5 separate regions of the Mus musculus genome follow, and regions 1, 2, 3 and 5 are each linked to region 4. Evidence: chromatin contacts called from public HiChIP or PLAC-seq and promoter capture Hi-C data. All regions are on one chromosome and are shown on one strand. The core of a region is the stretch at or near the end of the contact, and the rest is flanking DNA. Distances in the headings are between cores, read along the strand shown.

Region 1 (4,438 bases), core at 756-3,255, 1.2 Mb after region 4:
GCAAAGGAGAGGTAGGCAGATCTCTGTGAGTTATAGGCTGGCGATGCTTACATGGAGAATTCCAGTCTAGACAGGGCTGGTGAGGCCATGTATCAAGAATTAATTAACTAAAACCCAGTAGCTAAGCTCCTTACTGGCCAATGGATGCTTCACACATTTTTTTTTTTCTTCAGCTCCATCCTAGTCTGGGCTCTGTCTTCGCACTGGAAGCATTTCCATTGGTTTGTGCATCAGTTCAAAGTCTGGGGATGCTCCCACAGTGTTACTCTAAATTTTACATGTGTTTTATAGAGTAGAGCATATTCTTGGCTATAGGTGCCTTTCTTCTTAAACACTGTCCATAATTATTTGAGCTTATGTTGAAGAGGTTGTTGTGCCACGGAAATGTTCGTGATCCCCCAAAACACATAGGAGCCATTCTGATGCTCACAGCAATGTCTTTATTCTATTCCAGCTAGCTCAGACTCCCTCAATGCACCACCATCATGCAGGATGGGTTTGGTGGTGGAGAAGACGCAAAGGTCTACGGGGCAAGGCTTTCTAGTAATCAGGAAACAGGGAATATGCGTGCAAGCATCTAATTAGAAAGCTGCTGTGGCCTTTAACATAACTGGCTGGTTCTGGGAGTCATATCATAAACTTAACTTCTGCTCCCCTCTGCTTTGGTGGTCATTATTCAAGGGGTGGGCTTGTAACCTGGAGTGCAGGTTTGTTGGGGGCCAAGAGACACTGGTCTTGTTGGTGGTGTAACCTAGAAAATCTGCTTTTGTTGAGGATTAGCTTAGATACTGGAGCTAGGCTCAGCTTTTGTTGGTGGCAATTTGGAAACTAATGCTAGATACCAACCTGTTAGTCTACCTGAGTTCAAAGTTAGGTCAGGTTCTCTAAAGTGGAGTCTGAATTTAAAAGCTTTGGCATCTCAAGGAACTTTATACCAGACCCCTTCCCTCCTGGAAACAAATGGTCATAAAGAACATAGGCACCCCTCCCCTCTGGAAGGGAGGGGCTAATTACATTCCTCAGACCACAGGGAGGAGGGACTGACCACCGGCCACCTGCGGGTAGGGGTAGACACATTCCAAGACCTTTGGCCACCTACCTCATTCCCTATAGACCAATCAGTTTAAAAGTCACACTGCTCTGCCAATCACATTGTGCCTAATGGCTGCTTCCTGGAGAACTGTATAAAGGTTGCTTGTGGTTGTCCTCTCTCTCCATGTTCGACCCCAACATGTTGGAACAACAAATTCTTCTTGCTTTTTGCATTGATTCCTGGCTCTGTGTTGTTCACTCAGGGAGTCCCCAGTAAGCTAAGGCTTGCCAGGGTCTTAAATTGTTACTGTAGTGTTTTGTACGCACTGCTGTACCTTGGCTAGCACACCTTGTCTGTCCATCTTTCCGGGCAGTGAGGATAATCCCAGTGCTCTGCCAGGTTTCCTGAAGTTCTTTTGTGCTCTCATTCAGCATCTCTGGGATTTACTTCTGACTTGCTCATGAGCTACTTCCAGAGAACTGCTCTTGGCCAAGAGGGGCTTCCTGCAGATGTTTAGCACTGGATGCATGTGGAAGTTCATCCCTCAGGGAGAGCTCATGAGCCATGGACAACCCAAATAGGAGCACCTAGTGCCTTCTGGGCAGCTGGTCACATTCCAGTCTCAAGACCTCCTATCTGGACCAGGCTGGACTGGGCCATGGTGGCAGCCTAGACCCTTGTTCCCCCTTCCCTGAATGTCTTCTGTAGAAGATACTCTGTATACTTCCATATAGATGATACTTCCATATAGATGATACTTCCATATAGATGATACTTCCATATAGATGATACTTCCGTATAGATGATACTTCCGTATAGATGATACTTCCGTATAGATGATACTTCCATATAGATGATACTTCCGTATAGATGATACTTCTGTATAGATGAGCAGACACTTATTCTCACCCCATAGCTGGCTTCTGCAGTGATCTAAGAGAGACCAAACTTTTCACACCGTGAGAAAAACAATTGCAAAATGCTCATCTGTTTGCAACATGTCATGACTCAGCACTTCCTGGACTTCAGTGCTTATGCGGCTCTGTAACTTCGTCACATGACCACTTGTTCTCAGTTCTCATACCTTAGACCCACTGAACTTTCCTAAGTGTTTTGATCTCTCGTTTACTCTTTGACAAAATCTCTTTTTGTCTGAGGCAATCTTACCCTCCATAGCCCATTACATTGGATCTCTCCTACACTGCTGCTATCCCAGCCCCTGCAGGCTCTCATCATGTCTTAGCACTATTCCTTCCTCTTTGTTACTTGCACAGTAGTAAATGAGCTCTAGCATGTGAGCTCTTCCTGGTGACAGGGCTTGCCTCAGTTCCTTGTGTAATGCATGGTAGAGAGTTGGGGCTTTATCAGAGTTTGCTGATTGTCCAGACTGAGGACAGCTTCACAGGTCCATGAAGAACCAATTTACACAGAATACCCCTAAGGCCACACTCTATAAGTGTTCCCTTACAGAGCCTTCAGGAAGACCCACTGTGTGAGCATGTGTAGTAAACCTAAACAAAATGCACTGCCTTTTCTTCCAAAGATTTAAATAAGTAAAACTTCACTCGGACAATAATTGTAAAGAAGCCACTTGGCAGGAACTCAAATTCCTCTGATGTTGAATAAAAATATATGCTGAAGTTTACTGTCTCCCTGTAAACTGTATTACCCAGTAGCATAAGAATGTGAAGTCATATTCCTCTACTCAATGTGACACAGGAGACTTCCTAGCTTTAGGAATAAAAACCCTCTGTAGGGGTGTTTGTTTGCTCCCTTCTGCTATTCTGAGAGCTATTTACCTTGCTGGAATACTTTGAATTGCATAGTTGTTTTACTAAGATCCTATATCCGTTTCTTACAATGTTACTGTGAATTTTATAAGAAGTTTAGCACCTCTGCTGCAACCATCTCTCTTCTAAAATAGCTTTCTTCCTTTTCTCATAATTAAGTAGAACAAATAAAATGTGTTACATATTTAGGTTTAAATTATCTCTATATGTCTACCCAGGCAATCATCTCTGGCCCAGACAGCACTCTTTGTGACCTGAGTTCTTCTGATTGAGGCCCAGTAGTGATAGGACAAGGGAAAGATCTTCCAACAGTATCATCAGGAGGAAAAGCGAAAGGGACAAGCTAACATAAGTCTATGTAAAATATTTTAAAATAATTTTTTATGCAATACCAAGTCTTTTGTATTCATTCCTTCTCTGCAATACTAAATTCATAATTTATGTGTATGTGTGTGTGTGTAAGAGTGCACGCTCTTACACACTTTGATAGCTAATAAAATTAGCATAATCTGGGGAGTGCCTTATTGAGGCTATTGGCCATAACCTTTGTGACACTTACAGAGAATGAAAGAGCTATTGTGGCAGTTAGGGAGGTCTTGGGGAAGAGCCTGGCTGAAGGAGAGCTTTAGGCAGAGGCCTGGTCACTATTCTGTCTTGAGGGTTTACAAAGTTTACAAAGTATACAAAATGTATACAAAGTTTACAGAGGAGGGTCCACATCAGGGAAAGCATTTTATGCCACTTGAATGGCAGAAATAACCAACAACAATTTCTTTGGCAGAAACCCAAAGGTTCAAATGTGGTATATTATACTCATCATTTCCAGTAAAAATTATATATCAAAATATGTGGGCCTAATACATGTGTTCCACAAAGCTCATACATTAAAGCTTTAATCTGGGACTAACTAGATTTAGGTTGCATTATGAAGATGGAGCAACCATGATGAGATTTGTGCCTTCCTCAAAAAAACGTCAGAGACCAGAAGTCCTCTGGATCTTGTGAGTCTCTGCCTCCATCCCTGAGGGAAATAGTTTATTTAAGCCAACACCAGTGACACAATCTTATCACAGCACCTGTACTGTGAAAAGTAATGACTCATAGTGATTAAATCCTTTGCAGAACATTAGTGAGAATTCACAATGTATCTTCTCTCCTTCCTCTCTCCATGCTGTACCTTCAATGTCAACTGTAATGCAGGCTGGCAATTTTTTCATTGGTTGCAGCTACTGCTTTATTGTAAGTTGATATCACCTACACTACATTGTTCTTTTATTTTTTTATTTTTATTTTTTAATAATTTGACTTTAACGTAAACCCTGTCACTCTATAGCAACTTCTGCTGAGCCAGAGTTTCTAGAATGGCAAGCCAGTATTACTAAACAATTCTCTGTCTATTACTCTCTGCCCCCCAGTGGCACAGATCTTATAAACCAAAGACAAGGTTGCTCCACTTCCAGCCTTGAGAGCTAGAGAGAGATTTGGAAACATCCAAATAGCAGGGTTCTCCTATGTTCCTACTTTGCCCTCCTTCCCTGTCCCTCTCCTCAATCTCCCTCCCTTTCTTTTTCCCTCCCTCCTTTTATCCCCTAGATGAGGCAAGGAGATCTACCAA
Region 2 (5,012 bases), core at 1,848-4,347, 1.6 Mb before region 4:
TATAAGCTGACAAAAATTTTATCCAATTTGATTTGCAGATTAGGACTCTCCTCTCCTGATTTATTGCTCTCCAGGCCTGTAAAATGTTGAAAACAATTAACTTTAGGAAAGACTTTGGGATGGGCACTTCCAAATCCAAATGAAAAAGGGATAAGACAGAGTTGGGTTACTTTAAAAGAGGGGGAAGGAAAGTTTCACCAGAGCAATATGGCATATGTGAGCTGTTGTTTGTTCAGACACTGGGATGATTTTCTAAGCTTTTGTCCAACCCTATAAGACATTAAGAAGCCCTGAGCCTACTCAGGAATGCCCCAGACAAAAGGCTGAAAATTGGTTCTGAGCTTCAACTGCCCTGAGCACTGCAGTGTTGGTACCAGAAGGAGAAAGTTCTGTTCAATATTTGACCCAATAGGCTAGTGACTAGTTTTCATAGTTCTGGGAATACACATGCACATTATACACACATACACCACCACCACCACCACCACCACCACCACACCACACCATGCACACACACACACACACACACACACACACACACACACATACACATACAAACACCATCAAACACATGCACAAACCCACATACCCCCAACACACACCACACACATTCCATACTATACACAAACACAAAAACACACACCCCACATATTACGAATACCACACATACATACCACACACATAAATTTACACAGACTCTGACAGCATGCACAAGACCTGCACAGATTCAAGCCAGACAAAAATCCCAGCGCTGACAAGGGGACGTGGACACTGTCACTGGCTATACCAATCATATTCTAGGGCAGGGCTCATGCACAAAAGTAATTGACCAACACAAAATGGACTCTGTGTGTGTGTGTGTGAGGAGTGTGTGTGGGAGAGAGAGGAGAGAGAGAGAGAGAGAGAGAGAGAGAGAGAGAGAGAGAGAGGTGAGAGCGCCCACGTTCAAATTGGCTCTTGTTTTTTGTTTTGTTTTACTGTTCATTATTTTATGTTTTTCTTTTTTAGTTATCTTTGACTTTCATTTTGTTTTGTTTTGTCTTTTGAGAAAGAGAGAACATGAAGTTGGGTGGTAGGGAGGTGGGCAGGCTATCTGGGATGGATTGGGGAGGGAAAAGAATATGATCAAAATATACTGTGTAAAAAGATTTCAATAAGAAGGAAGAATGAAAACATGTGTTGGGGTGGAGAGCTGTGTACTCAGTCCACATCCTATAAGGGAAGGGGAGCCTGAGTTTGGATCTCAAGACTGGAGAGCTTCCGGCTCACTGAGAGACCCTGTCCCAAAGAACTGAGGTGGAAAGCAGTCAAGGAAAGCCTTCCAGTATCTATCTCTGGCCTACCTACCTGAGCATGTACAGGTGCTATATAGTACACATGTGCATGCTTGGGAAATGGGGGTCTCAGTGACAGACGAGAAATAGTCAGGAGATTGACTAGAAACACCCAAACTCAAGGCCAGCCTAAGCTATACATATTGAGATCCTGTCTCCAAAATAGTAGTAGTAGTAGTAGTAGTAGTAGTAGTAGTACCACCAAACAAGTAGAGGACAAGTCTAAGGAAACCAGAAACTGATCTAAGAAGCAAATACAATCCTTGGGGTTGGAGATGGCTAGGTGGTGGAGACGCCTCTGCAGGGAGCTTCCACCTGTGAAGGAGCTTGTAGCATGGCTTGTGACTCCTCGGGAAGGAAAGAAGGACTAGAGCTCTCAGGGTTTGTTTCCCCAGCAGCCCATTTCTTCCTGCTCTGCCCCACCTCCTAATTTACTGTGGAGCCTCCCTTCCCCCAAGCTATCAGCTCGAAATGAATATGGGAGCCTGTAGGGTTCACATCCAAGCCAGGGCGCCAGCTAAACCTCCCCTCCACAGACAGACTCTATCAACTGGCTTGGAAGATAGCAATTATCATTCATCTGCCTTTTAACTGTACAGCTCGGTTGCTTCCGAACCTTAGAGAAAGCCAATGAGCAAGTTCAAGTCCTTTGTGTTTTCTCCTGAAAACACAAAAAAAGGTAAAAGAAACATTAAGCAGGACCCTCAGGATCCCATGGTTTAAATAACAGCTGGAATTTTCCATTTTCCTGCGGTAACCCATTGTTGCACGTGTGTGTTAAGTAACGTGTGAAACTAAGAAGAAACAGGGCAGGAGTGAAACAGATAGTGCCTACTGCAGGTAGGAACAAAAGCAACTTCCAAATCTCTTGGGGATATTTAAATATCATCCCAGTGTGAATGACTAACAAACACTGTGTCTCCTAAGCTAAGAATCACACCAACAATCAGGGAGACTTTGGAAGTCAAGCCAGCAAGACCTCCCGAACGCTTTTGCCCTTCTGACCTACACTTTTCTTCCTTCCCCAAGGAGACAGTGCCCACCCCCACAGCACAGCCCCGCCAAAGCACTGGGCCGGGGTGTGAGCTCGGAGCGGGTGCCCGTGTCTCCACTACTCAAGCCTGACTGTGGCCACATAGGCTCTGTCTGGCTCAGGAAGAGGAGTGAAAGGAAGAGGTCGCTCCATTCGGCTAGAGAGAGGGAGCGCACAGAAGTTAACCTCAGCTGCCTCGAATTACATCTGTCTACACATGTATGTCAAAAGCTGCTTAGAAATTAAGCGAGGCTAACTTCTCTTTATGAGTTCTCTTTCATCTCGGGAATTCAAAGCGTTTTGTCACAAAACCGTCATCTTTGGCATAAAAAAATGTAAATTCGAAGTTCAGGTCCTTTAAACTTTCGCGAAGCAGGGGTGGGGAGGGAGGTGGGGGGAGTGCTAAAATAAAAGTAATCCTTTTATCATTATAAGATCCAAGTAGCCAACAAAAGACCACACAGCCTGGAAAAAAAAAAAAAACCCCGCTTTAGATGAAAGGCCTCCACCTCCTCTTCTAAGGCATTCATCTAATTAAAATCACAATTAAGTCAAGGGGGCGAGAGCAGTGACTAAGACTCTAAAGCAGATGCGAAGCACTTTGACTCATACAGGATATGTTGGATTTTCTCGACATTTGGCAAAAGAAATTCGAGTCCTATCCACCCTTCTCTGACCCAGTAAACTCCCTCTCAGGGGCGGGGTGGCGAGGCTCTAAGGAGCCCACAGGTCCAGTGGTGCTGTCTACACATGAATTTTATAGTAAGGAAAACCTTGGAATCTCCCCGGCTCCGGCTTCTGAGTCATTCGTGGGTGTTTGTTTTTTGGGGCTCTGGCTTTGAGTCACCACCCTTCCTGCCGTTGCTCCTCTCAGTCGGGAGGGGGTGGGGGGTGCAATGAGTAAAAAGAAACAAATATCTGTGGCGTTTAGAAGTGGGACTTGGGCGTTGGTGGCTTGATTTTATACGTCCGCCTTTACTTTGAGATTCGCTCTTTCTTTGGTAAGTGTGTAAGATTTGAAAACTACAGCGGGAAAGAGGAAGAAGAGAGTTGAGAACGGCTGAGTCTTTTAAGGATGTGACCTAGGCAAGCGGAAAGAGTGGCCAAAGTAAAAATAGGTGGCTGTGGCTGGGGGGCTGGCAGGGCAGCCGAGTCCACAGTCCAAGCCCAACTGAGCCAGAAGCCTTCAGGGAGACCCGCAAAAGCTTTGAATTTCAGCCCAGTGGAATGTGGAGATTGAAATTTGAAACTGGGCCTTTTGTATGCAGCAGGAGACTGCCATTCCTAGCATAAATACATAGAAACATAATACAGCATAAATACAGGTGCCTGTACAGATACTTGGCTGAAATGTCTGGACCATGAAAACCAAGCCTGGGGCTTCTCAGCCTGACCACTGAGGAAGAAAAGAGTGTTACCTGCTCCCTCTCTCATTTATAGGAGAAAGCACCTCATCACCTCACTACAAAGAGGAAAACAGATAAACTTGGGGCTGTCTTCCTGGGGCATTGACATTTAAAAGTAAACAGAATCCATGTCTTGTTTTCTTGAGTTTGCTGTTTGTTTGTTTGTTTGTTTGTTTGTTTGTTTATATTCTCCGTGTATGGGTGTTTTGCCCAAATAGATGTCTAGTACAGAATGTGGAGAAACTGCTTCCTGTGGCCAGAAGGGGCGCTATATCCCCCTGGAACTGGAGTTACAGATAATTGACCCCCACCATGAGGATTCTGGGAAACAAACCTGGGTCCTCTGCAAGAACAAGAAGTGTTCTTAACTGCTGAGCTCTTTCTTGAGTCACACTGCCTTGTTTTTCAAGATAAGTATCTTAGGTTATTACAAATGAACTCCTGAACTAATTACTTTGTACACACATATATGTAAGAGACACTCAAGGCCTATTCCAAATCAACACACCTAATTGTGTCTTTGTGGCTAACAAACCTGTCTCTGGCTAACTTTATCTATCTGCTCTTTCCAGAATAATTCAGCTTGCATCTTACTTAATATTGAGTACACCTTCTCAGAAAGGGGACCAATGAGATAGTGTCAGATGTTATCACAGCAGCTCATTCTGCTCCTAAGTTCAATGTTTGGTATAGCTAAGAATCAAGCCTCTGGGGCGTGTCTCCCATGCTGGCTTGGTTCTTTAGCTATGAGCTACCTACCAAGTTGTACCAGACTCACATCACACCTCCTGCACAGCTGCCATGGAGCTTTTCAGGATAGACATTGATTATGAATCCTGTGGTCTCTTGCAAAAGCATAGTATTTGAAAGTGTGGTAGTCCTTTCTGTGCAGAAGAGGCCAGTTTCAGAGAAAAAAAGAAATGAGTTCATACCTCACAGATGAGATGACAAAGTGCTGCAAACTGGAGTTTATGTTTTTAAGTAAGGGCTGAGTGTGTATCTTAGTTGGTTAAATGCTTGCCTAGCATGTATGAAGTCTTCAGGTCAATCCCCAGCAGGCATGTTGACACATATCTGTAGACCCTGGACATAGGAGGACCAGAAGCCATCTTTCTACAAAGGGAGTTTGAAGCCACCCTAGGATTTATAAGACTTGGCCTCAAAAACTCAAATGGGGTTGAGAAGATAGCCCCAGGGTTAAGAGTACATGTGGCTCTTCTAGAGGACTTTATCACCCAC
Region 3 (4,988 bases), core at 157-2,656, 1.6 Mb before region 4:
AGTAGGAATTAATTTCATATAAATCCACCAAGGATGACCATGAGCATGTAATGAGACTTGCAGCCCGTGGTAATTAGGATTCTCTTGTGAGACTATGCCGGGGCCTAGCAAACACAGAAGTGGATGTTCACAGTCAGCTAATGGATGGATCACAGGGCTCCCAATGGAGGAGCTAGAGAAAGTACCCAAGGAGCTAAAGGGATCTGCAACCCTATAGGTGGAACAACAATATGAACTAACCAGTACCCCGGAGCTCTTGACTCTAGCTGCATATGTATCAAAAGATGGCTTAGTCGGCCATCACTGGAAACAGAGGCTCATTGGACATGCAAACTTTATATGCCCCAGTACAGGGGAACGCCAGGGCCAAAAAGGGGGAGTGGGTGGGTAGGGGAGTGGGGGTGGGTGGGTATGGGGGACTTTTGGTATAGCATTGGAAATGTAAATGAGCTAAATACCTAATAAAAAAATCGAAAAAAAAAAAGGATTCTAGTGTGTTTGAGGTTCTCGATTTGTTTCCATCACTGTGAAGGTGAGGAAAGAATGCATTGCCATAGAGGTCATGATAGGGTGCTTTAAGTATGCTAAGCTTTGAAACTGTCATACAAGGCAGGTATTGTGGTTCACAGGGGCAATCTTAGCCCTGAGCAGACATAAGCACACCACACTTTTGAGGCCAGTCTGGTCTACACGATGACTCCTAGGCTGTCGAGGGCCTCATGGAAAGATCCTGTCTCAATGAAACAATATCAATAGATTTAAAAAGTTTCCTTTCAATTTTTTTCATACCTAAATAAGTTTAAAATATAGGGGCTGAAGAGATGGCTTAGTTGGTAGAGTGTTTAGCATGCCTGCATTAGGATCTGCTGGGTCCCAGAATCCATGGACAAAAGCTGAGCATTGTGGTAAAAGTCTACAATCTCAGTGCTGGGAAGGTGGAAATAGGATCCCTGGAGTGTCCTGGCCAGACAGCATAGCTGAATCAGTCATTTCCAGGTTCTGTCCAAAGAAAATAAAGGTGAATAATTAGTCATTGAGGGAATGACATTGGCCTCTAGCTTCCAAATGTAAGACACACACACACACACACACACAAGAGAGAGAGAGAGAGAGAGAGAGAGAGAGAGAGAGAGAGAGAGACAGAGACAGAGAGACAGAGACAGAGACAGAGAGACAGAGAGAGGTGAAATGTTTCAGTCCAAAAAAATCTTCACAATTATTTGTACTTAAAAGGCATCATAATCTTTCAATTATGAGATGAGTGTAAATGGCACTTTATTATTTAAAAAAAAGTAATAAAAAATTCAAGAAACACCCGTGAATTTCCTTTCCTACTTGAGGGGCCGTTACATTTATTTTGTGTGTCAAGCAAATACATATGTATTTTATTTCTCTCCTAAGTTTTTGTTAGTAAAATAGACAAATATGCATGGTATCTCTTGATTTTTATGACACCATTTTTATATACGACTTGAAGAGAGACATAGCTGACAGCTATGTATGTGGGGGTCAAAGCTAGCACCTCATACATGCTAAGCAAATACAGCATAAACTCTACCACTGAGCAATAGCTACAGCCGAAGATGAAAACACTTTTATTTTCATTTCCTCTTTTTTCTCCCTTTCTGTGCAATGCCAGGATAGAGCCCTGGGCCTCGAAACCACTCAGCAGGAGCTGTACCACCAAGCCTCAGTCTCAGCACGTTCTACCTGTCTTGGTCCTTTCATTTTATTTAGAAGTTCTAGGAACATTCCTGGAATCCAGACTCAGATTTTTCTGCAGAAGTTCCATGGTTTGAACTCTCAGAAGCAGCACTGTGACAAGGAAGGACATTGCTGCTGTGCAGGACAGCCCTTCAGACTGAGGCAGGGCCCAGGCCTCTGGAGTTACTGCAGTCCCCTGGAAATTCTGTGATCTTTATCAAGGTGGCTTTCTCCAACTCCAGACAGTTTCTGGAAAGGATGCGAATTATGAACTATCAGGCAAAGAAGAGTTCATTAATCTGTGAGGAACTAAAAAAAAAGTATTAACATTCACTTTGTCACTCAGAAAAAAAAGGAGAAATAAACAAAAAAATTACAGAAAAAAAAACATTGTAGTAAGGAAAAAGTACAGAATAAAATGAAAATTAACTAAAACTAAAACATAGTGGTATGGTGCCATAGTCACACCACTCTGGGGACCAACTGGAAGTTAGTCTGTGTAATAAGATCCTGTCTCAAAAAAATCAGTTTTGTTTCTTAATCCTGGGCCACAGTTCATATTGTGTATTCTAATTGAATATAGAGATTAGAGGAGCCAAGGTCACTGCTACCACGATTAACTACGAAAAACACCTGTGAGCAGTGACTCAGAGGTGGAACCTTCAAAATGCATTAAAAATGATTGGAGACTCATTCTTTAAAACTGTTTACAGCAGAGCTCATCCATTCAGCTGAACAAGTCAAGAGCATAGAGAAGCTGTAAAAAGAATTCAGATGCTGTGAAATTACTACATTTAACAAATCTGAGTCTTGGCTTATTATTGCATTTCTAAAAGTGAAAAAAAGCTTGTGGGGGTAAGGAGAGAGAGAGAGAGAGAGAGAGGGAGGGAGGGAGGGAGGGAGGGAGGGAGGGAGGGAGGGAGGGAGAGAGAGAGAGAGAGAGAGAGAGAGAGAGAGAGAGATCTTAGTGGTCCTGGCTTTGAAACCCATTCTAAGAATTTTCTGTCATGCCAAGAGCCACTGCTGGGTGGCCTAAACTCAAGCCTGCTTTAAGCACAGGGAGAGACATCTTCCTGAGTTTAGGGAAGTGGTCTCTGATGGAGGTAGATACCAGCAGTCTGAAGCTTGCATAGGATACCTAGAAGATGCAGGCCAAGACCTGCCTACTCCCTCTCCATCATGACAATGGTAAGTCCTTGCTTGTTTTGACATGGAGATTGGCTTGTATCCTCTGAGGTTACCACATGAATCCTGAGGAACTAGAGGAACCAACCCACGCTGAGTTGAAGCATGGTGTCTGGAGTAAGGACAGGGAAGAACGGGAAGTTATTGCTAGCTTCACTAGGTACCCAGGGCTGTGCATGAGCGGCCACAGAGACAGTTTCCTCTTGCCGGTCATTTGGCCCACAAGCATCGAAAGGGAGGCAATAGCAACGTGGAAAGTTTCCCGGTGGATTTCATGCCAAGGGTGTTACTCAGTGCTCACAAAGCTCCATCTGGCATTTACTGCTCAACAAAAGGGGAAGAAAAAGGACCTCTGCCACTTTTCAGGTCACAATGTTGGCAAGGTATGCAAGGGGAGGCAACATGGGGCAGGTGTGTTTGTGTGTGCGAGAGAGCTCTTGGTTCATTTTTACCACAGGACATCAATTATTTCTACTACTTTAGAGGATGTAAAAATCTAAAGTGTTATTTACATTTTTTGTCAAATTTTGTTTACGAACTTCAACATCTGAGGAAATGATGCTTTAATTGGCTTACTTCCTGAAGGGTTTGTTTTCAAACCCTTGACTCGGCTTGCAGCAGCACAGTCAGCAGACAAGCTTTCCTCTTTCCTCCCTCAGAACGCTGCCTGAGTAAGTAAATAAGGATGCTTTCCTCTCTGGTAATGTGGTTGCAGCTACATTTTTTGTTTATACTGTTATTATTGTTATTATTATTATCATATCCATTTTACTGGCCAGGGTATTTCTTGCTTTCTTGTTTATTTCATTAGGAGACCTAGATCACTCTTTGGTCAACTGTTCAACTAATACCTGAAGATTCATTATTGCCAAATTAATTTTGAAATTACCAGCCACTTCTATTGCACTTGAAAGTCTACTCAGGACTTGTTAAACTTTGGTAGATCATTCTGCACAGCTCACTGAATGCATCATAATACTGTCTCCCAAGCATTCTCTGCTCCTCTCTGCTATTCTACCCAAGGGACTGAAGAGGAAACACAGGCACAAAGCGTCCCACCTCTACTCCCCTCCCCACCCCCCACTTTTATGGGGAATGGAAACCCACGTCTTGATATTTGACTTCTAGTCCATCTGAAGATTTGTTCAGCTGATACACTCTTAGGCTTATTTTATTTGTTTTGCAGAGTAAGTTCTTTTATAGAGAGGGGTGTGACTGGTTCTTATCATGGCTCTGTTCACGATAGGCAAGCTATGGGACCAACCCACATGTCTATCAACCAGTGGACAAAGCAAATGTGTTACATGTACACAATGGACTATTATTCTGCCACAAGGAAGAAGGAAGTGATCAGCTGCTGAAAAATTGATGGAACTGGAGATCATGTCTAGTGTGATATCCCAAGCTCAGAAAGATACTTTTCACATGATTTCTCTCATATGTAAAGTGATTTGTTTTTAAAGGCTACGAAAGCAGAAGTGGGGGGAGAGCAGTGGATGAGAAAGCGAGGAACAAGAGAAGACAACAGATGTGTGAATATAATAAACAACGTGTGTGGGAGCTAGGGACAGAAGTATCAGGAAGGCCACTATTTTGTACAATTTATATGTGCTGAATTAAATATCTAGGCTTTGGTGAAGCATACAAGATGTGCACACGTGTAAGCCAAGCAGGAAATGAATATGGGTGCCCACTCCTAACCAAGAAACTACTTGAAATTGATATACTCCAGCAAGAGAAAAATCAATTTTCTCCAATGGAGTATCACTGGGCATATCAGTCACACTTCAGGGCAAGGCTGGCTGCCCAGGGATAATCAGGCAACACTAAAGGAACTCAGTTGTATTTTTGGATTTTTTTTTTTTTTTTGGTCTTATTGGTCTTCTGCCTGTTTGATTTTCATTTTTGTGCTTTTTTGGAGGTTTTCTTTCTATTATTTTTATTTTTTATTCTTATTTATTTATTTATTTCTAAGACACAGAGAGAACATAAAGTTGAGTGGGTAGGGGGTAGGGAGTGGGGATGCACTGGGAGAAGTTGGGACAGGAAAAAAACATGATCAAAATATATTGTATAAAAAATTCTTCAATAAAAATAAT
Region 4 (4,789 bases), core at 408-2,907:
AGAATATATACTATACACCAAGACCAGGTAATGTTTTTTTAATTTGAAGTTCCAATAGTGCCTTAATATAGTATCTTAAGAGGAAAATATATTTTGAACAGAACAACCGTTCTTTACCTTAAAGCACCTTCTCCTTCGGGATCGGGGGCAGTTATGTGACCGGCATCACCCGAGAGTCCATAACCCAAAATTTCTGCGTAGATCCGAGCTCCTCTCTGAACAGCATGCTCATGTTCTTCCAGCACCAGCACAGCAGCTCCCTCACCCATGACAAAACCATCTCTCTCTGGATGAAACGGCCGGCAGGCTAGCTTAGGATCTGGGTTTGAGCTCAGAGCCCGGGCTCTGGAAAACCCAGCGAGAGATAATGGACTAATGCAAGAGTCTGTGCCCCCAGCCACCATCACATCTGCGTCACCATGGGCTATGAATCTAAAGGAGTCTCCCACAGCATGTGCACCTGTGGTGCAGGCTGTGGACACTGAGTGATTGGGGCCCTTGAGTTTGTAGCGAATGCTAACCTGGCCTGCAGCCATATTGATCAGAATCTTAGGGACAAAGAATGGGCTGACTTTATTATAACCTTTGGTCTGAAACAGCAAAGCAGTTTCAGAAATAACTTCAAGAGGAACCATGCCCATGCCAATGGCAACGCCAGTAGCCACCTGATCTGCTTCTCGTTTCGGATGCCAGCCGGAGTCTTTCAGGGCCAACTCTGCTGCCCCAACAGCCATGATGGTGGAAGAAGACATGGACTTGGCATCTGATTTGGACACAAAGTTTTCTTCATTAAACTGACCTTCATGTGGACCTCTTGGTACATAAGCAGCTACACTGCAAGGGATATTCTTGTACTCATCACCAACCACAGAAACAATTCCACTTTCTCCTCGGAGAAGCCGATCCCAAACTAGTTGAGTCCCAACGCCAAGTGGTGTCACTAGGCCAATGCCTGTGATGACAACTCGTCTGCGCAACATGGCTGCTGGCACAGTTCCATAAAATCTGTGTTTGCTTATTAACCAAGAATATGACGCTGGATATGGATGGGAGATTGTGGCTTTTAGAAAATGTTGCAAGCATTTTGACAACATGGTTGAAATTCAGAAGATCAGAAACACATTCCTGGAATAGACCACAAGAGACAGCAAGCATCATTTAAACGACAGTAGAATCTTACACACACCCTAGGTGTGACTGTGGTCACAGAGAAATGCAACCCTCGCTTGGACTTAACTTTTATTTGTAATCTATGAGGTCCTTCAGACTGTCAACTGATAGCTAGCTCACTGGGTTTTACAACGCCAACCCACCCTACAGGGGGCATCCTTCTTCAGGCTCACCGAAGATTACTGTACAGTGTGGACTGAGTCCATGTGGCATTTCTAAGATTAATGCACAGGAGGCCGCCTCAGGCCCATTCTGCCTTGTGCACTTTATCTACTTCCGTGTAGGGCAGATAACCTTTCAGGCGGTCCCGCCACAGCCCAGCACCGCCGTATTAGGAAGGCCGGGTGTAACTTCCCGAGCTCAGCGTTAGGAGCTCTCAGGGATTCACAGCCACGCGACGCCCTCCACCCCTACCCTGAAACCCGGGTGCACACTGCAGTCACTACCTGAAACAAGCCTTTGCGGGCGCCCACCGAGTGCGCATGCGCACTCATCCGCAGCGCAGCGTTTCCGCCCGGTGCCTGATGTCAGAGGTCAGACGCTCCGGCCAGAGCTTCCTCCGGGTTCCGGGTTGTGAGTGCCCCGCTCTAGCCTCAGAGCCTGTTTTGATCGCTTGGGAAACCTCACCTAGTCAACAGCGATAATGCCTAGATATTCCTGTGCTGCCAGAGAAGGGCGGCTGTCATTTCCCCAGGACATTCCGGGGAGGACCTATAGCTGTAGCCTCCCTGGTAGCTCTGTAGAAAATATTCATAGAACTCTTCAGAATGTCACCAAGAAACCGAGGTCGTTTGGGGAAACATCTAAATGCCACGTAGACAATAAAATAATACTATGGCTGAATACTTAGAAATGTGCAAAGACGTTGAGAATTTGTTAGGAGACGTTAGTTACAAAACTTTTAAAGGTTTGCAAAGAGATCAGATAATGGTACCGCTCAATTTCAGCACCTGGGCGGCAGAGGATCAGGAGCTCTGTCCTCAGCTGTGGAGAGAGTGCAAAGGGAGCCTGGGCTACCAACCTGAAGACTTTGTCTTTAAAATATAACAAAACCTAACGTCTGTAGTGATCTGCAGTGCTTATGGTGTCCCCTCTACCTCCATTTTTCCTTACCTTTATTTACTTTAGCAAATGATGTAAACAGCTACTTCTGTAACAATAAAAAGGGCTGACTCATGACAGGAAGTGACCAGAAGATTGCCCAATATCTGAAGTGGAAATTCCTGAGCTTACGAAAGTTTTACTTGCTCAGAGATAAATCTGTAATGGATAAGTAGGATAAGTAGCAACACAGCCAGGGGATGTCTATTAACTGTTCAAGTCTGTCCCACGTGTGAGCTTTGCTTTTTCTTCAGATAAAGGATAGACTATGCTATCTTGTAGTCATGATTATATATTTTCTTGTGGGCAATAACCTCTTCAGGCCATCGTTGCCACGTATGCTTGCTTTCCAAATGTAGAAAAGAATCTGAGGTAAGTTTAGCTATTTCCTCATTACTCCTGGATATGATTTATTGTCTACTCTGTCTAAAATGTTTAAGAAAATTCAACTTGTTCCTGATCCAGTAGCTCACCATTTGCTTAGTATGATCTCCCTGCAGTGAAAATTGTGCTGTTTCCTCCAGTACCTTTTGGCAATTTGTTTTACATACAAATTTCTGATCTCAAAAGGCATTGGGGTATGTGGACTGTGGAAGGTTAGCTGAAAGGGGAACTCTGTCTATGCAGCCATGGAGAAGTCATGTCATCATCCATGCTGCAGTGAAACTTTCTGGCCGTGCAGATGCCCTAGGCACTTACTCCTGTAAGGAACCCTTCACCCATGCTCTGAAGTAAGCTGAATAAACTTAGAGTGCCCTAAGTCGGACCTGGGGATTTTGCTTTGATTTATTGTTGTTGCTTTATAAAGAGGCTGGGTATTTGTTTACATCTTCCCAGGGAAAGAATTGTTCTCAAAACAATGCACCCACATAAAACGTGATATAACAAGACCATAATGTATATTTATATTTCTCTCTGTGATCATTTTACTTCCATCTGGAAAGGGTTAAGAAGTTTTTAAAATCATAATAACAGCTATATGTGAATTATTACCGTATTGTTTGCTAAAATATCATGGTGTATTCATGAATACAAATCTTCAACTTGGTTTTGCTTATCATTGCCTCCTCTTATTATTTCTCTGGTTCAAAGCTTTATTTCCAAATACAGTTCTCAATTAAATAAACTTTCTATCCAAACAATTAAACTTCTGTTTGTAATATTATTTTAGCACAAAGGAGACCAAGGTCAGTGCTATCTCATTAAGTCATGAAATGCTTCAAAGAAGTGGACCTAGACTTCAATCTGTAAACTGGGTGAATACATGTGTAGTAACTGAGGGGAAGGCAAGCATTTCAACAGACAGTAGTACAATACGGACAAAACACCAGGACTTTGGGGCCAGTGCCAAATTTGAGAAGCTGGACTTAGTAGATAAAGTTATCTTCCACTAAGCTTTATAGCTTGATAACCTGAATTCCATCTCTCTCTCTCTCTCTCTCTCTCTCTCTCTCTCTCTTTCTCTCTCTCTCTCTCTGTGTGTGTGTGTGTGTGTGTGTGTGTGTGTGTGTGTATTTTGGTTTGGGTTTTTTTTTTTTGTCATTGTTGTTATTGTTGTTGTTCTTTGCTCTGGTTTTTTCTTTTTCCAAGACAGGTTTTACTGTGTAGCCCTGGCTGTCCTGGAACTCACTCTGTAGACCAGGCTGGCCTCAGTGTCACAGAGATCCATCTGCCCCTGCCTCCAAGGGTCGGGATTAAAGGTGTGCATCATCACGGCTCAGCCATTGAGGCTTGCAACCATTTCCAGAACTCTTAACAGTGGAAGGAAAAAAACCAACTCCCAGAAATTGTCCTTTGATCTCCAAATGCCATGGCAAGGGCATGTGTATGCACTTGCTACACACACACACACACACACACACACACACACAAATAAAAATGAGGTGTGGGAGAAATGGCTCAGAGGCAAAGGGATATTTCCAGAAGGTTATGGCGACAGCATATCAGCAGACAGCAAGCATGGTGGCTATAGGAAGAAATGGAAAGTTCACATCCTTTACCACAAGCATGAAGCCAAGAGAGCAAACAAAGGTGTTTTCTCTACTACTTTCAGTGACATACTTCTTCCAGCAAGATGTGCCACCTAACTATTCCCAAACTGAACTACTGACTGGAAACCATGAGTTCAAATACTAGAGCCTGTAGGAAATATTTCCATTCAAACCACCACACTCTACTCCCCGGTCTTCATAGATGCCCTGGAGTCTTTCACAGTCTTAATACTGTTTAAAAGCCCAAAGTCTCTTCTAAGATGCAAAGCATCACAGAATTCAACCTTCAGTAAAATAAAAAGGCAAATCACATATTTCCAATATATGGCACAGATTGCCATCCCAAAAGGTCCAAGTGGGGAATAAGAACATAATGGACCAAACTATGACTAGAATCCAGCAGGACAAAACACCAAATCCTGTAGCTTCGTGTCTTCTGTTAAGGGCTCCACACCTCCAGCTTTCCTGCCAGTAGCCTGCATCTCTCTCTTAGGCTGGTCCTTCTCTATTGACCTCCTTGGCAGCTT
Region 5 (4,542 bases), core at 307-2,806, 1.4 Mb before region 4:
GATCATTGTAAGGTCTCTTTTAACTTTCTGGAAAGTAAATGGTCAAAAGGAATCACATAAAGATTGTTTTACATTTTTAACCTGTATGTACTTAGAGGGTAAGCCCCAGTTCTCTGGTTTCTAATCATTTTTTGCACATTGATTGTTTCTGTTCTGTAGCTTTTCTTTTGCTCCTTTGGTTTTGGCTTTGTAGGGGTAAGGTGTCTTCCAATGTTTACTATGTTAGGCTTAAATTAAATTTTAAATTTATTGTCCATTTATATAATATTTGATACCTTGGTGTAACTTCTCAATACAATTACAATTTTTATGACATTTATAATTGCGATGGTATTTTCTTTTATAATAAAATCCAAAGTCAATTAAACAAATTGTAGACCTGATATTTTTCATCTATATGAAGTACAAGTCTCTACCTGAGTCTATAATGTGAACCATCCTGCCTTTCACATTTGTTTCCTAATTGTTAGAGAAAACTATTTTCTGTAGATGTTATTGTAAGTTGAAAGAGCAATAAAAGTCTACATATCACGGCCTTGGCTGTTGTTTTTTACCTTGTTGTTAGGAGTGCTGCAAATGTTTTTTGTTTAAGCTGAGGCTGGAGAACGGAAAGTGAGTGGCTTCTGCCTCCTGCACCCAGCTCTTGTGTAAGAGGGGGAAGAGAGAGAGGCCGGGAAGGGAGGGAGGAAGGGGGGGGAAGAGAAGAAAAAAATGTTTTTTATAGTTGGGAAATGTTGAAGGTAATGTTTATTTTAAATGCCGGTCCAACTTTGCTTTCTGTTTTAAACGTAGAAACTTTACCCTGTGGTGTGTTAACATTTTCTTGATAACACTCATCTCTCTGCTCAAGGCCCGTTTTTCTTGACTAATTTTATTTTGACTTGGATTGACTTCGCTCCTGTTTTTCATATGAAGAACTTCTTGTGTCTCATTGTAAAATTGTTAAGCCATGGGGTGAGATGAAGAACAATATAGCTTTGGAAAGTTCAGTTACACTTGGGAGAGGTAGTTTACACTTGCCACACATAGGACTATTGTGACTGTTGTTTACCAGGAGGGGGATCCTTCGCTTAGGGCTGTTTCTTGTGGTAGTGCTTACTGCCTCCCTGATCTACGGTGAGTTCTCTTGTCAGTCTTGTCTTTCTCATTTCCAGTGCTTGCAAAACAGTTTGTGCTTCTGCTTTTTCCCTCCATGGCCCACGTAAAGGTCTTCATTGACTAACTGCATTCTGACCTCTGCAAATGTTTTCAACCACTGAGCCTACTCTCCAGTCTTTTCTTACTTTATGCTATTCTTAGGACTCAATGCATTTTACTTGGCGTAGTTTAGACATTCATTTCAAGATAGTAAAGGAAAGAAACAACAACATAAAATGGGTAAGTCTCCTAGGATTGAACTGTATTACAAGATAATGAAGCATGGCTCAGCCCCCATAGTTACCCTTACAGTGGAGCGTCTGTGGGGTCATGGATGCTTAGTGCACAGTGCATGCTGGAGCCTTATGTTTGGAGTAACCATCTGTCATCCAGAGCCAGGGTGTCATACTGCCTTATGGAGCAAAAGAAAGCAAAGTATTACACTTAGTTTATGGAGAAGTAGAAAATAGGAAGCACATTTGATATCCTACAGAAGACAAAGTCAATCTTCAGCTTCTCACAGTGACTTCCTGCTTGGTAGTTAGGGTTTACAAAAATACTTTGTATGCTACTCCATGACTTCTTTGGCTGTTAGTCGGAAGCAACAGCCTTGAGGTTTTATGTTCTGAAGTTCAGTGCTGTGCTTCATTTCCGGTATACAACTGTACTTTTAAATTCTTACTTGATTTTTGTCCTGGTTTAATTTTTTTAAATATTTTATTAGGTATTTTCCTCATTTACATTTCCAATGCTATCCCAAAAGTCCCCCATACCCTCCCCCCCCCCACTCCCCTACCCACCCACTCCCACTTTTTGTCCCTGGTGTTCCCCTGTACTGGGGCATATAAAGTTTGCAAGTCCAATGTGCCTCTCTTTCCAGTGATGGCCGACTAGGCCATCTTTTGATATATACGCAGCTAGAATCAAGAGCTCCTGTGTACTGGGTAGTTCATAATGTTGTTCCACCTATAGGGTTGCAGATCCCTTTAGCTCCTTGGGTACTTTCTCTAGCTCCTCCATTGGGGGCCCTGTGATCTATCCAATAGCTGACTGTGAGCATCCACTTCTGTATTTGCTAGGCCCCTGCATAGTCTCACAAGAGAGAGCTATATCTGGGTCCTTTCAGCAAAATCTTGCTAGTGTATGCAATGGTGTTGGAAGCTGATTGTGGGATGGATCCCCGGATATGGCAGTCTCTAGATGGTCCATCCTTTTGTCACAGCCCCTAACTTTGTCTCTGTAACTCCTTCCAAGGGTGTTTTGTTCCCAATTCTAAGAAGGGGCAGTGTCCACACTTTGGTCTTCCTTCTTCTTGAGTTTCATGCGTTTAGCAAATTGTATCTTATATCTTGGGTATCCTAAGTTTCTGGGCTAATATCCACTTATCAGTACATATTGTGTGAATTCCTTTGTGATTGGGTTACCTCACTCAGGATGATGCCCTCCAGGTCCATCCATTTGCCTAGGAATTTCATAAATTCATTCTTTTTAATAGCTGAGTAGTACTCCATTGTGTAAATGTACCACATTTTCTGTATCATTCCTTTGTTGAGGGGCATCTGGGTTCTTTCCAGCTTCTGGCTATTATAAATAAGGCTGCTATGAACATAATGGAGCAGGTGTCCTTCTTACCTATTGGGACATCTTCTGGATACATGCCCAGGAGAGGTATTGCAGGATCCTCCGGTAGTACTATGTCCAATTTTCTGAGGAACCGCCAAACTGATTTCCAGAGTGGTTGTACAAGCTTGTAATCCCACCAACAATGGAGGAGTGTTCCTCTTTCTCCACATCCTGGACAGCATCTGCTGTCACTTGAATTTTTGATCTTAGCCATTCTGACTGGTATGAGGTGGAATCTCAGGGTTGTTTTGATTAGCATTTCCCTGATGATTAAGGATGTTGAACATTTTTTCAGGTGCTTCTCTGCCATTCGGTATTCCTCAGGTGAGAATTCTTTGTTTAGCTCTGAGCCCTATTTTTTAATGGGGTTAATTGATTTTCTGTAGTCCACCTTCTTGAGTTCTTTATATATATTGGATATTAGTCCCTGCTGATTTAATTTTTTGAGGTACTATTTCATGTAGTCCAGGCTAGCTTTGAATTCCTGGCCCTCTTGCTTCTGCTGAGATACCCTAGCAGGTATCCTAGAGACTCTTGACTAAATCAAAAACTTTATTTTACCTTTTGTAAACCAACTGTGGCTATTTAACAACTGCTACCTTCACTCTGATTAACTACATAAAACCTGCTTAAGTATTATACATACTTAGGTCGGTAGGGCCCTGTGCCCAAGGGTGTTGTCAATATCACAGCCTTGGGTTTTATCTCTACAGAGCCAGTGGTCCTGCCCTCTCTCCTTCACTTACTAGTTGCCAGGCTGCTTAGGTCATTCTCATTTACAGCTCTAGAATGAAAATTAGACAATGTGAAGAGCAAGTGAGATGACATCGTTAGGATTTGTGCTCACCAAAAAACTGACCACTGAGTTAATTTGGTACTTTTAAAGGCTCCATGTTGTGCCTTTTAAAAAGGCAATTTTAATGTGAATTGAATTTTCTTTTCTTTTTCCTTCCTTCCTTCCTTCCTTCCTTCCTTCCTTCCTCCCTCTCTCTCTCTCTCTCTCTCTCTCTCTCTCTCTCTCTCTCTCTCCCTCTCTCTCTCTCTCTCTCTCTCTCTCTCTCTCTCTCTGTCTCTCTCTTTCTTTTATGCAGACTTTCTGGAAAATGTGTCACTTTGCAAAGCTACAAAATGATCTTGCCCCTAATGGAGGAGCTAGAGAAATTACCCAAGGAGCTAAAGGGAACTGCAACCCTATAGGTGGAACAACAATATGAACTAACCAGTACCCGGGAGCTCTTGTCTTTAGCTGCATATGTATCAAAAGATGGCCTAGTCGGCCATCACTGCAAAAAGAGGCCCATTGGACTTGCAAACTTTGTATGCCCCAGTACAGGGGAAAGCCAGGGCCAAAAAGGGGGTGTGGGTGGGTAGGGGATTGGGGGGGGGGGTATGGGGGACCTTTGGGATAGCATTGAAAATGTAAACGAGGAAAATACCTAATTAAAAAAAATGATCTTGTTCAGGAGTCTGCTAGAGAGCCCTCTCAGCATTTTCTGTCTGAGATGTGCTGTAGCAATTTGTAATGATTTTGTGCCATCTAAAACACTAAGCAGGCTGTCTTGGAATTCGTGGCCTGCCTCCCAACCCCCACCCCCCAAAAAATTTGAGGCCCTTCATAACCCCAAAACAAGAAACTAAGCATGTGTATCCTTTTCCCCTATAATCTTTGAGAACTGATTTGTAGTTTGTATAAATTCTTGGAACATCTCTTGTTTATTTTTGGATGCCAAAGCTGTTCTGACCAGGATAAAATGCCTAGGTTAGGTCCATGCATCCTGGGTT

Evidence for each region. Promoter capture Hi-C pulls out the DNA fragments that hold promoters and counts their contacts. HiChIP or PLAC-seq counts read pairs in DNA pulled down with a chosen protein or histone mark.
Region 1: an H3K27ac HiChIP or PLAC-seq map of microglia shows a contact between it and region 4, with 5 times the contacts expected there. The contact joins the enhancer-like site here to the promoter of Oxsm in region 4. A contact is called at or near these places in 3 of 39 promoter capture datasets (the 3T3-L1 cell line, cranial neural crest and hippocampal neurons), 4 of 115 datasets of contacts at active chromatin or transcription factors (astrocytes, differentiating embryonic stem cells, microglia and 1 more) and 2 of 9 other capture datasets (adipose tissue and liver).
Region 2: a contact with region 4 is called in an H3K27ac HiChIP or PLAC-seq map of double positive thymocytes, with 6 times the contacts expected there. The contact joins the enhancer-like site here to the promoter of Oxsm in region 4. A contact is called at or near these places in 2 of 39 promoter capture datasets (the C10 cell line and pre-B cells), 9 of 115 datasets of contacts at active chromatin or transcription factors (the 230-238 cell line, astrocytes, bone marrow-derived dendritic cells and 6 more) and 2 of 9 other capture datasets (adipose tissue and liver).
Region 3: a promoter capture Hi-C map of embryonic stem cells shows a contact between it and region 4, with 2.8 times the contacts expected there. The contact joins the enhancer-like site here to the promoter of Oxsm in region 4. A contact is called at or near these places in 3 of 39 promoter capture datasets (the C10 cell line, embryonic stem cells and hippocampal neurons), 4 of 115 datasets of contacts at active chromatin or transcription factors (acute myeloid leukemia, astrocytes, large pre-B cells and 1 more) and 2 of 9 other capture datasets (liver and macrophages).
Region 5: an H3K27ac HiChIP or PLAC-seq map of bone marrow-derived dendritic cells shows a contact between it and region 4, with 8 times the contacts expected there. The contact joins the enhancer-like site here to the promoter of Oxsm in region 4. A contact is called at or near these places in 8 of 39 promoter capture datasets (the 3T3-L1 cell line, the C10 cell line, cranial neural crest and 4 more) and 4 of 115 datasets of contacts at active chromatin or transcription factors (astrocytes, bone marrow-derived dendritic cells, embryonic stem cells and 1 more).

Annotation. Positions count from the first base shown.
Region 1 is chr14:17,412,391-17,416,828 of GRCm38.p6, forward strand. No RefSeq gene overlaps it. Among named protein-coding and RNA genes, the nearest start is that of Gm32121, 6.8 kb to the left of the region's middle. Within about 2 kb of position 2,006, at least 53 of the 459 cell types and tissues checked have an H3K27ac peak or open chromatin away from gene starts, as enhancers often do. A contact at or near this core is called in adipose tissue and microglia, where this site is marked.
Region 2 is chr14:14,630,169-14,635,180 of GRCm38.p6, forward strand. No RefSeq gene overlaps it. Among named protein-coding and RNA genes, the nearest start is that of Slc4a7, 70 kb to the right of the region's middle. Within about 2 kb of position 3,098, at least 282 of the 459 cell types and tissues checked have an H3K27ac peak or open chromatin away from gene starts, as enhancers often do. A contact at or near this core is called in the 230-238 cell line, adipose tissue, astrocytes and 7 more, where this site is marked.
Region 3 is chr14:14,683,320-14,688,307 of GRCm38.p6, forward strand. No RefSeq gene overlaps it. Among named protein-coding and RNA genes, the nearest start is that of Slc4a7, 17 kb to the right of the region's middle. Within about 2 kb of position 1,407, at least 59 of the 459 cell types and tissues checked have an H3K27ac peak or open chromatin away from gene starts, as enhancers often do. A contact at or near this core is called in pro-B cells, where this site is marked.
Region 4 is chr14:16,241,674-16,246,462 of GRCm38.p6, forward strand. It overlaps Oxsm (3-oxoacyl-ACP synthase, mitochondrial), which reads right to left and starts at 1,658. Exons shown (of 3, transcript NM_001359883.1): 1 at 1,617-1,658; 2 at 118-1,125. The coding sequence starts at 1,094.
Region 5 is chr14:14,799,410-14,803,951 of GRCm38.p6, forward strand. Slc4a7 (solute carrier family 4, sodium bicarbonate cotransporter, member 7) reads left to right here. Exons shown (of 26, transcript NM_001360504.1): 26 at 1-534. It also overlaps a transcript of Nek10 not described here. Among named protein-coding and RNA genes, the nearest start is that of Nek10, 19 kb to the right of the region's middle. Within about 2 kb of position 1,557, at least 42 of the 459 cell types and tissues checked have an H3K27ac peak or open chromatin away from gene starts, as enhancers often do. A contact at or near this core is called in bone marrow-derived dendritic cells and neutrophils, where this site is marked.